Regions from separate parts of the Hordeum vulgare genome. Here region 1 is linked to region 2. The links are chromatin contacts, called in public Hi-C maps. All regions are on one chromosome and are shown on one strand. Each heading gives the region's core, a stretch centred on a gene start, on an enhancer-like site or on the middle of the called end of the contact. The rest is flanking DNA. Distances are from core to core; before and after follow the strand shown. Region 1 has its middle 81 kb from the start of LOC123449437. Region 2 holds the start of LOC123449437 (sulfate transporter 1.2-like).

Evidence for each region. A called contact is a pair of places that touch in the nucleus more often than the background predicts.
Region 1: a contact with region 2 is called in a Hi-C map of leaf, with 1.7 times the contacts expected there. The contact joins the enhancer-like site here to the promoter of LOC123449437 in region 2. A contact is called at or near these places in 2 of 6 Hi-C or Micro-C datasets (leaf and seedling).

The regions. Positions count from the first base shown.
Region 1 is chr4H:550,102,592-550,107,890 of MorexV3_pseudomolecules_assembly, forward strand. No RefSeq gene overlaps it. Among protein-coding and RNA genes, the nearest start is that of LOC123449437, 81 kb to the left of the region's middle. Within about 2 kb of position 2,875, at least 2 of the 3 cell types and tissues checked have open chromatin away from gene starts, as enhancers often do. A contact at or near this core is called in leaf, where this site is marked.
Region 2 is chr4H:550,022,376-550,027,055 of MorexV3_pseudomolecules_assembly, forward strand. It overlaps LOC123449437 (sulfate transporter 1.2-like), which reads right to left and starts at 2,044. Exons shown (of 12, transcript XM_045126667.1): 1 at 624-2,044; 2 at 320-527; 3 at 25-199. The coding sequence starts at 1,119.

The DNA of each region.
Region 1 (5,299 bases), core at 1,625-4,124, 81 kb after region 2:
TGTACCAACCCACCATGCCATGCCGGTCGAGCCATTAGGATGAGTCCCAAGCACGCCCTTCACTATATCTGTACTGAACGGGATCCGGGGCAAATCTACGAGACCACCGGAGCAGCTCTCCCTTGGACATGGATACGTCCACGCCATGCCGTTGAGCACGACCTGGCACTCATCGACCACCACCGCCTGGGGTCATCGCCTCGTCATCCGCCAACGCGCAGCGAGGTGACCACCCTGCCTAGGACATTTGTCCACCTCCACATGCATCGGGTTGATCTTTCACCCAGGTCCTCCACGACGTCTAGTCTGCATCGCCGCCACTGGACCTCCACCTGACGACCACACCTTCGCCCAAGGCCTCCACTCGAAACTATCCACCATGCCGCCAATATCCGTATAGTGGCCATGCCACCTCACGGGGGGAGGTACCCTCCCCTTCATCGCTAGATAGGGAGGAGACCCCCCACCACCACCGTTGACCACCAGACTTAGTCCATGGCGTCCTTCGGTAGCGACAGAGGGAGGGGAGGGTAGAGAGGGTGACCCGATGTCTAGGGTTTAGAGCGCCACCCAAGTCATCCAAGACGGGGGCAACATGGGGGTCCTTTTCAACTACCCAATGGCATTCAACTTTGGGTAAGTCTCTATCTAGAGTTCTTTATGGACAGAGTCCTCATAACATGGGTCTCGCTCCATCAGATACCATTCTTTCCCCTGATTTGCAACAATGGCCTGACGCTTGAGTAGTGGTGAACCAATCTGTGCGACAACATCTCTTGCAGACGCAATATTGCATGAAAGCTTATGACGACAAGAAAAAAATTGAGAGAATCTTTTCGGTGGGACAAGAAGCCTTTGTCAAGTTGCAACATTACATGCAATCTTCAATGGTGCACCGCTCAAACAATAAATTATCCTTCAAAATTTATAGACCCTATAAGATCATTGAGGGCACTCGGGAAATTGCCTATCATCTACAACTGCGAGAGTCCAACAAAGTTCTGTTTCACAACTCAACCAATGTATCAGGCCTCCTCTTGAGGTACAGACATCTCTGCCTTCCAACAATGCTTCTCTACTTATACTTGTGCGCATTTTGCAATGCGTCGCCTTGGTTCATACTATTGCTCAAGCTCTGGTCTAAATGGAGTGATTCTATTCTATAGGAGGCTACTTGGGAAGACGTCAACTCTTTTATGGCAACCGTTCCCGAGAGCACAGGCTTGGGGGCATGCCAGTTTTTAACGTATGACGGGGGTGGGGGGATGTGGCAACGTGAAGAAGATGACCAAAAAGACATGCGAGAAATGGGAGCTTCAAATCATGGGCCGACACCATGCCCCGCTAGTCTAAAGCGTGTTCCTCAGTGCCTTGTAGGCCCAAACCGGCAGGGGCGGAGCTAGTGGGGGGGGGGGGGGGGCGAGCGGGGGCCAGACCCCCCTATCGATTGGGCACCCCCATCGAACATTAGCGGGGACTAGGTGTGGGTATATCGAACAATATATTCAGATTAATTAGTACTTACAGTCATCATTAGCTGGCCCAATAGCTCGAAACAGGCCCAAGCCTAGTTAGCGAAAGAATGCTTAGGTATGGACTAGATGTATTGACTAGTCCTGCCGCTGTTTCACCAGATTCAACCCGTAGTAGGGCATCGCCAGCCACTGGCGGCGCTTTATCGCAGATCTGATCGACATCCCTCGTTGCTTGTTGCGTGGGACCTGCGTCTGTGTCCATCTCTTGATTCCCTGTATTAGCGGCTTCAAATTTCACACTCAAGGCTGCACAATATGTCTCACGTCGGATCGGAGGTACTATTTCATACTCAAGGCGTTGTAGATTTCTATTCCATGTGGCTAAGTTATTACCACTAATACATTTGTACGAACTGCGAGAGATGCTAGTTACCGTTCATCGGGTTGATTATAGATTGTAGACTAGCTAGTATACATAATAGCTTCAATCTTAAATTTTTTTATGGGTAGCTTCAATCTCTACCGATCAAATATTCTAGCACAAGTAGAATGACACAACAAGCTAAAACAGAAACCACACCATACGTGATTATCGACTTTCTTGCACTTGTTTAGGCGTATATGATCTACATTAATCTAATAGAAATCTACTTTCCTTCTTCTGTTTACAAAAATAGATGTCATCTTACGCTCCTCTTGTATGTTCATTGGCCAAAACATATATTATCTTGCATTCCTCTTATGTCTATATATTCGCGGAGAAAAAAAACTCTTCATACTCTTCTTCGCCCCCTCATGCTAAAATCCTGGATCCGCCCCTGCAAACCGGGCCGTTAAAGGTTGTACCCGAAAAAGTTTAAGTGTGTGTTCTGTAGCCACCTTTCCTTGGCAGGGAAGATGGTGGCTTCAGCCAACTGAATTCGGCTTGTAATTCGAAATTGCAGTGAGGAAGGCTGGGAGGAACATCAATAATCCGTTGATTTGCCTAGTTCTTGTCTGGTAGCTGAGAGAGATCCTTACACGGCTACTTGGCGACGGCCGCGAGGCGGCACTTTGAAAGTTTGAACGTTGCGTTTCTTGACCTTTTTTCTTCTGACAAGAGGTTTCTTATGCAAAAGTTGCACGCATGATGGTGCAGAAAAAGCTCCACCATGCATTTTCTATACTGCTCCGTGACGGCTTGTGCACAATGCCGTCACGGCGGCCGTCACCTTAGGCAGTTGCCGATCGAAAGAAAGGAAGAAGTGCCCAACTGAAGGACGCACGTTGTTACCTCGCCTTCTTGGCTGCTGCTGCTGCTGCTGCTTCTTCATGCGGTGCACTAAACCCGGGATGAGCCATCAGCCATGCATCCATCAACCATCATGGAAAGCTAGGTTTGACCGCCAGTGCAAATGGACGCATCCGATCTCTTTCCAGTTCGCGGCTGCCACCTATAGTATCGAGCGTTGAATCGCCCATCGCGGTCACGCCTAGTCTGCATGATTGCGAGCTTTTTTCTGCGATTTTTCATCGGCCTACGTCTGCAGACTGTGCCGTCACCAATGACACACTTTCAGTGGTAGGTAGGTTGATCCAGCATAGATATATACTCCCTCCATTCTTAAATATAAGCCTTTTAAATTTTTTCACTGAGGATCTAAATACGAAACAAAATGAATGAATATACATTTTAAAATATGTCTATACACATGCATATGTACTTCATTAGTGAAACAAAGACTTATATTTAGAGAGTGGAGGGAGTACATGCATGGCAAGTTAGCTCAAGACCACACAAATTGTAGTGCTAATTAATACGGATGGATGTGTTACAAATACTAACCAAAATAGTACCCTACACGACATCACTGGCCTTATCATGATTTGTTAATGCTTATCTAAGCCGTATATCGCCTGTGCGTCCACAGAAGCGCGGTTGACATTCTTCTGGCGGTCTAGTGGCTACAGATGATGCCCCTTTGTACGTGCAATGGTCATTCTCATTCGGGCGTCATCGGCCAATACGTACGTGGCGCCCCGGCAACGGATCGATGAGACGTACGTACGTCTCGGGTCCCAGCATTGTAGATCTTTTTTTTTTCTCGAACACGCATCGGGTGTTCATGTCTTTAGTAATCCCTTCGTCTGAAAATACTTGTCCGAAAAATAAATGTATCTAGATGTATTTTAGTCTCAGATACATCTATTTCTATTATTTTTGCGACAAGTAATTCCGGACGAAGAAAGTATTAGAAGAAGCACTGCAAGAAGGCACAAAGGCCTACAAAGCGGAACCAAAACAAAACCGCAAGGCAGAGCCCAAAACTAGAAGCTAGGCTAGCAAGCACCGATAGAAGCCAAAATCAAGCCAAAACTAATCTACACTGCAGCGTAGCCAGCAGATCTGGTGGGCAATAGAGTGCTACTGCTGCTGAATTGTGGAATTAGGTTCAGTTGATCCTAACTCAAATCTGACAAACTCAACAGTGAATGGAGCCGCCACCGCAACAGATACCCTGGCTTTGCCCATGCCTGGTGCGCAAGGGCACCGGCCGTTGACAAGCGAGCAAAATGTATGTTCGGTTTGCTCATGCCTCCCATTATCCATATCTGATAGGAGTATCTCACTTGCTACATGTTTAGGAACTGTCCGCCCTCAGAAGCATAATTCTTCAATTATTGAGAAGCTGGGGCTGGTGTGTGGGCTGTACATGCATATTTTAGTACGTACTATATATAAGATCCCTTCATGATAACACTAGAATAATATGAATTATGTTGCACAAAAAATAGAGCAATGCCTAACATGCTTGTTTGCTGATTTAGGCTAGCTTGGTCATAAAGTAAGTGAGTCAATTGTCAGTTCAATTAGCATCAGCCACCTTCTTCGAAATACATCTCTCTAAAATGAGAAGCTTCACCGAAACATAAGTTGTTATCTTGAGAGTGAATTCCAGTTTTTATCCCTTACTTTAATATTTTTGACACTAATTATCCCATTTAACAAATTTTCATCCAGATTACTCCATTTAGAAAAAAATTGTCAGTTTTTACCTCAGTAATTCTTTTCAAAGCGATCTTCCAGCTAACTCCCTGCAATCAGATTCCTCTTGACGTTTCTTCCAATGCCCGAACCAGTCACTTGGTGTAGCCACACCTGGTCTTTTTCTCATAGCTGTCAGGTCTATGTGTGCATCATATCGCAGGAAAGACGAACAGTTATCTTGAACGATCAGGTACGTTCAATTTTACATTGTGTGGGTTGTGGTTCGTAGGTTTGATGTGATGATATTTAGTTTTTTTCCTCGATGCAAAACATTGGAGGAAGCATTTATTTTATGCTTAGGTAAATCATCAAATAAAAACATCACATTCTGTTTTACAGATCTGTAGTGCTATTGTCGAACACGTGTTTTTTAGTAGGGCTCCAATAAAACGTGTCGATTTAAATTAGCACTACAAGTTATTAACATAATATGATGAGATTTCTTCTTTTAATAGAAATATATGCTTGGGCACTTAGAGCATCTCCAACAGCCGCGCTTCGCGCCGCGCCCAAAAATTGTATTTACAGCGCGCGCGCCGGCTGGTTTAGCGCAGGGATAGGCGCTGGCTCCAACAGCCGCGCTATAATGCAGCGCGCGCGCGCCGCTCCAGCAGTGTCCAAAAATGCAGCGCGCGCAGCACGCACAAACCACATATACATTTCAAAAAATAGGAAAAAAACGATCAAACAAACAAAATAAATCAACAATAAATAGTTATTACAACTCAAACAAATAGTTTATCGTTCAGTACAACAAATAATGCAATAAACACAACCAATAGTTCATGAACAATAC
Region 2 (4,680 bases), core at 794-3,293:
TATACAAAAGGTATGATATCTTACCCCATGTTGAACATTTCCCCATACCGATTCCATGACCGATATGATATCAGACTTCTTAGTGAATTTCGCTATGCCAAGTAAGCCTTTCAGCTGCTGAAGGGCAATGGTGATTGCGGCACCGGCCATGAACCCGACGATGGCCGCATGAGACAAGAACTCTATGATAAACCCTAGCCTGCAGCAGAGTCCGGTCAGAGACTACATAAAACAGATGACGTATTCAAGTGTTCATGCCAATATGTCATCATGAACTGGCAAGTTAACAGGCACCGGGGGACCATGTCGCCATGCGCACCTGAAGAATCCGAGCATTGCCTGAGTGATCCCTGCGAAGAAGGTTGCGGTGAACGCCAGCCGGCTGTACTCAAGTGGATTCTTGACGGGGTCGATCTCTTCCTGGAGGAGAGTGCCGAGCAACAGCGACACGACGGCCACTGGACCGATGGCTATGTCCCTGGAACTGCCCATCAGGGCGTATATCAAAGGCGGGACGAAGCTACTATCTGCGAAAAGGACCCAGCAAAACTCTGGTCATTCTAGTTGCATGCATACTTGCAGGAGCAAAACTGGGCATTCTACCGTGTTTCATGTGAACTTACACAGTCCAACATGTGGCTGCAGGTTGGCAAGCTTGGCATAACCAATGTCCTGGTGCAAGATAAGAGTAGACACCATGAGAACGCATGCCGGAGTGGACAAACCAACCAACTGTACCGTGATTGCTGCATGCAAGAAGAACAGCCGGCCAGCTACCTGAGGTATGCAGAGGCTGGCGATGGTGAGGCCGGCGACCAAGTCCCCCTTGAACTTGCCGAAGGTGTAGCTCCTGCTCCAGTCCAGCACCGGGAAGAGGTGCACCAGGCTGAGCCACAGCTTCTTGGACCTCGGCTGGTCCTTGTACTCCCGCAGCGGGTCGTCGGCGAAGAACGTCTCCTTCACCCCCTCGGCAAACTCGGCAAAGACGCCCTTGGCCGGCGGGAACCCGACCTTGTAGCCATGGTGGTGGTGGGTGCTGTCGGTGTGACGTTGCGACGCCGTCTGGCTGCAGACGTCGCCATCGAAATCTTCGCCTCCGTCCGACACGGTTCTCGGCATTCTTGCGGACGTTGCGTGCGCCTATGTGCAGACGGATACGTTTGCCTGAAGATGAAGCAACGAGTGAGATAATTAACATATATTAGTGCAGAACTGAAGTTAGATGTAAACGAACTCTCCATGTAATTTAGACGGAGAAATCATTAGTACTAATAATCAAATAAAGCATACACACACGCATGGACATGCATGGACATGCATGACCCTCTACATGCATGGTGCAACTAAGCTCTGAACTGAATGAAACAAATTACATCAAGGAAACCAAGACCAAGGGTCTTCTTCAGAACTGAAGGAAGGAATCAGAAACTCATATGCATGAACAACAATATATATCAAGAATGGAAGCAGCCAACACCACTGATCATTGCATATCATTCTTCACCGTGAATGAAGAACTAATAGACGAAAGGAAGAAAACATACACAAGTATGAGTGTATGACTACTGGAGAAACTCAGCCCACAAAGACAAAGGCCTGCTGCTTTGTGGTGATTTTTCAGAAGCCAGGGAATGTCCATTATATATAGATGCAGAGAAGCTCCGGCGCCTGTGATGAAGGTCAACTCCTATATTTTAATTGGAGGGCCAAGAGATAAGTTAAGCTGCAAATTATGCATCTGCGTCGAAAATCGCACCACATTCAACATAGCGCGGGGAACGCCTACCCTAATGAATAGGTTATTCTCACAGCTCATCACTTGCTGAACTTGTAAATCATTTCTGCGTAAACAATCAAACGGTTTCAGCGACAGGTGACAGAAGGAACAATGAAACTGGGTTTCAGCTCTCTGTGTGTGCTTGAATGTGATTGAAGAAAACTCATATGGGCCAGAGTGGACTTGAGCAAATGGGTGTATGTTATGTATTCCTACATGGGAAACTTATTAAGATATGCTAGCAGGTAGCAATCTTCATCAAATACAGTTTTGAAATGTTGGCAGTTTTTCTAGCTGAAAAGGAACGATTTCCTTCCTGGACCGTCGAGTCATGCACACGTTGGCTTAATGCGCAATCAAAATCCAATGAATAGAAAGTATAAGACATAAAGGGACCCAGACTTGTGCAATTTTAACATTTAGGCTTACCCAAATGCATGTGTTATGACTTGTGAAGCCATACAGAAACTTAAGGATTCAGAAGAGCACCGTCCACTGCAATTTTTAGCCTGCGGCTATTTCTAGCCTGCCCTATGTTTGTGCATGTGTTACACAAGCATAGTTTGCGAGAATCTCTCTTTCTTTTGCTTCTTATTCTGATGTACTGCTGTACTGAACTAGTTGGCGGTTTCTTCAACGGAAATCGGTAGGAGGACCCCTTGTTTCTAAAACAGTTGATCCAGTCATCAAGGGAACAAAAATAGATTTTTCTAACCCTAGTTATGTGCAAGTTCCACTGCTAATGGCATGCTACACCTTATAATATAGTCTGTCTCCTGGACTAGGCAGGTTGCAGGCCCCAATAATGCAGTTGTTAACTCTAGTTACACACCATCTGAACATGATCTGCAGCAGCAGAAGTGCAGGATCAGACTGCAGATCGACACAGTTAGTCGTCGCAATAATAGCTCGATTATATTGGTTTATTTTCTTTGTCTTCCCTAATTAACCAATACTCGTAGTATTTTTGGAAAATGCGGTCTGCCGATTGCATGAACCTGGTCAAAGAAGCGATATGCGATGAGGCTGGGCGACATGGTGGACGGCCCTGAAATGCACAGCGCCAACCTACGCGCTTCTCTGCCTAACAGATTCCTTCCTTGCACTCTCGGTGGCTCTCATCACTCGCTTGCGGACGAACCTTGGCCCTAAGCACACGTTGCAGCTGTAGCCTTTTTCCATTCTAGTGGTGGCCCAGTGTGCTCTGCTATTTTCAATACAGTTTCAGGATAGGAGCATCTACAATGTTGAGCGACACAGTAACTGCTCTGTGTAGATCATATTCCACCCATGCCCATGCATGATAGAATGGCAGTTTTTTAGAGTGCGCGCATGATAAAATGGAAGTATTCGTTCATGAAAAACACTGGGAAATCACATAAAACTCCCCGGTCAAAACCCAAGATAAAAATAAACAACATAAGAATAAGTCACTGTAGTGTCTGATCCAGTGATCCTATCATCATAGAAATCAAAGGAAAACAGTTCTTGTTTAACATTCCGGAAATCATCTAGATCACTGAAGACTGAACCCTGATGCCCCGAGAAAGAAAACAGTCACCCAAAGAACAGAGAGGAGGTGATAAAAGAAAGGCAGGGACTAAAACCCTTTACGAATACGCGGTCGAAAAACAGCTTTTCTGTGGGGCTTATTCCCTGCTGAGATGTGCAAAAAGAGAGAGAAAAAATATGGAGAGAAATCGAAAAGAAGGAACAAGTGGTCTTTCTTCTTACCGTGCTGTTCCTCTGGGAGCACCTTCGTGGAGCTCCAGACCTTTTCCTCCTCGCTTTTCCTGGGCCCCACCGGTGCTCTACTCCGACTATACCTTCCAGCAGATTGGATGGTGGAGGGTCGCTCCGAACGTGGACGCGATTGTGGGTCAGGAGATCTACGACAGCTCCTTCATCACTATTTAAAAGATGGGAGGAAGAAGAAGCGAAAAGAGAGAGGGGAGGGAGAGTCAAACCGTGTCCAGGTTCGATGAACCTGGTGGGGGAGGCAGCCCGGGCGTGAAGAACGGGATGGGAGTTAACCACCTGTTGCCACGTTGACTTTGCTCCATATTCACGGGTTTAAGAGGCTGGTATTTCACTGGGACTGCATGTAGGCTGCTGTACTGTCGACAACCGCACGGTGCGTTATAATTTTGACACTCTTAGCTGGCCAACATTCACTGCGGTTTCTCTAAAAAAAAAAAAGCATTCATTGGGGTGGGAATTACGAATATTTTTATAACAATTTTAGTTGTAGGAGGGTAACAATTTCTTCAGACTTGCATGGCAACAGTACCCTTCTTTTTTTGCGGGTGAAGCATGACAGCATTACCGTTCTTATTTGGACCCTTATTTGGACCCTTTTAGAGCATCTCCAACAGCCGCGCTTCGCGCCGCGCCAAAAAGCATGTTTGCCGCACGCTGGTTGCCTGGTTTGGCGCGTCGCGCAGTGCTGGCTCTAGCAGCAGCTTTAAAATGCAGCGCGCGTGCCGTTCCAGCAGCGCCCAAATATATGGCATTTGGACAAAAAATAGGTTGAAACATTCATCAAAATGCAATGAACATGTGAAATTTAACACAAACAAGTTGATGAATAAAAGTCATGCCCACAAGTTCATCCAACCAAGTTCAAAATGCAAACCAAGTTCAAAATACAAGTTCATCCAACAAAGTTGAAGACATATAACACATCAACCATCTTCCTCGTCTTTCGAAGACGATTCTTCCGCCTTCGAAGATGAATCTTCCTCCCTAACCTCATCACGCACCGCATCACGTGTAGCTCCGACGGTCTTGGCAAGATCTTCAATGGCATTTTCATGGGCATGTGTGTGAGGCACATCGAAAGACATTCCACCCATGGCCGGAGGTGCACCCATGCCTCCCATGAGAGAAGCAAAACTCATGCC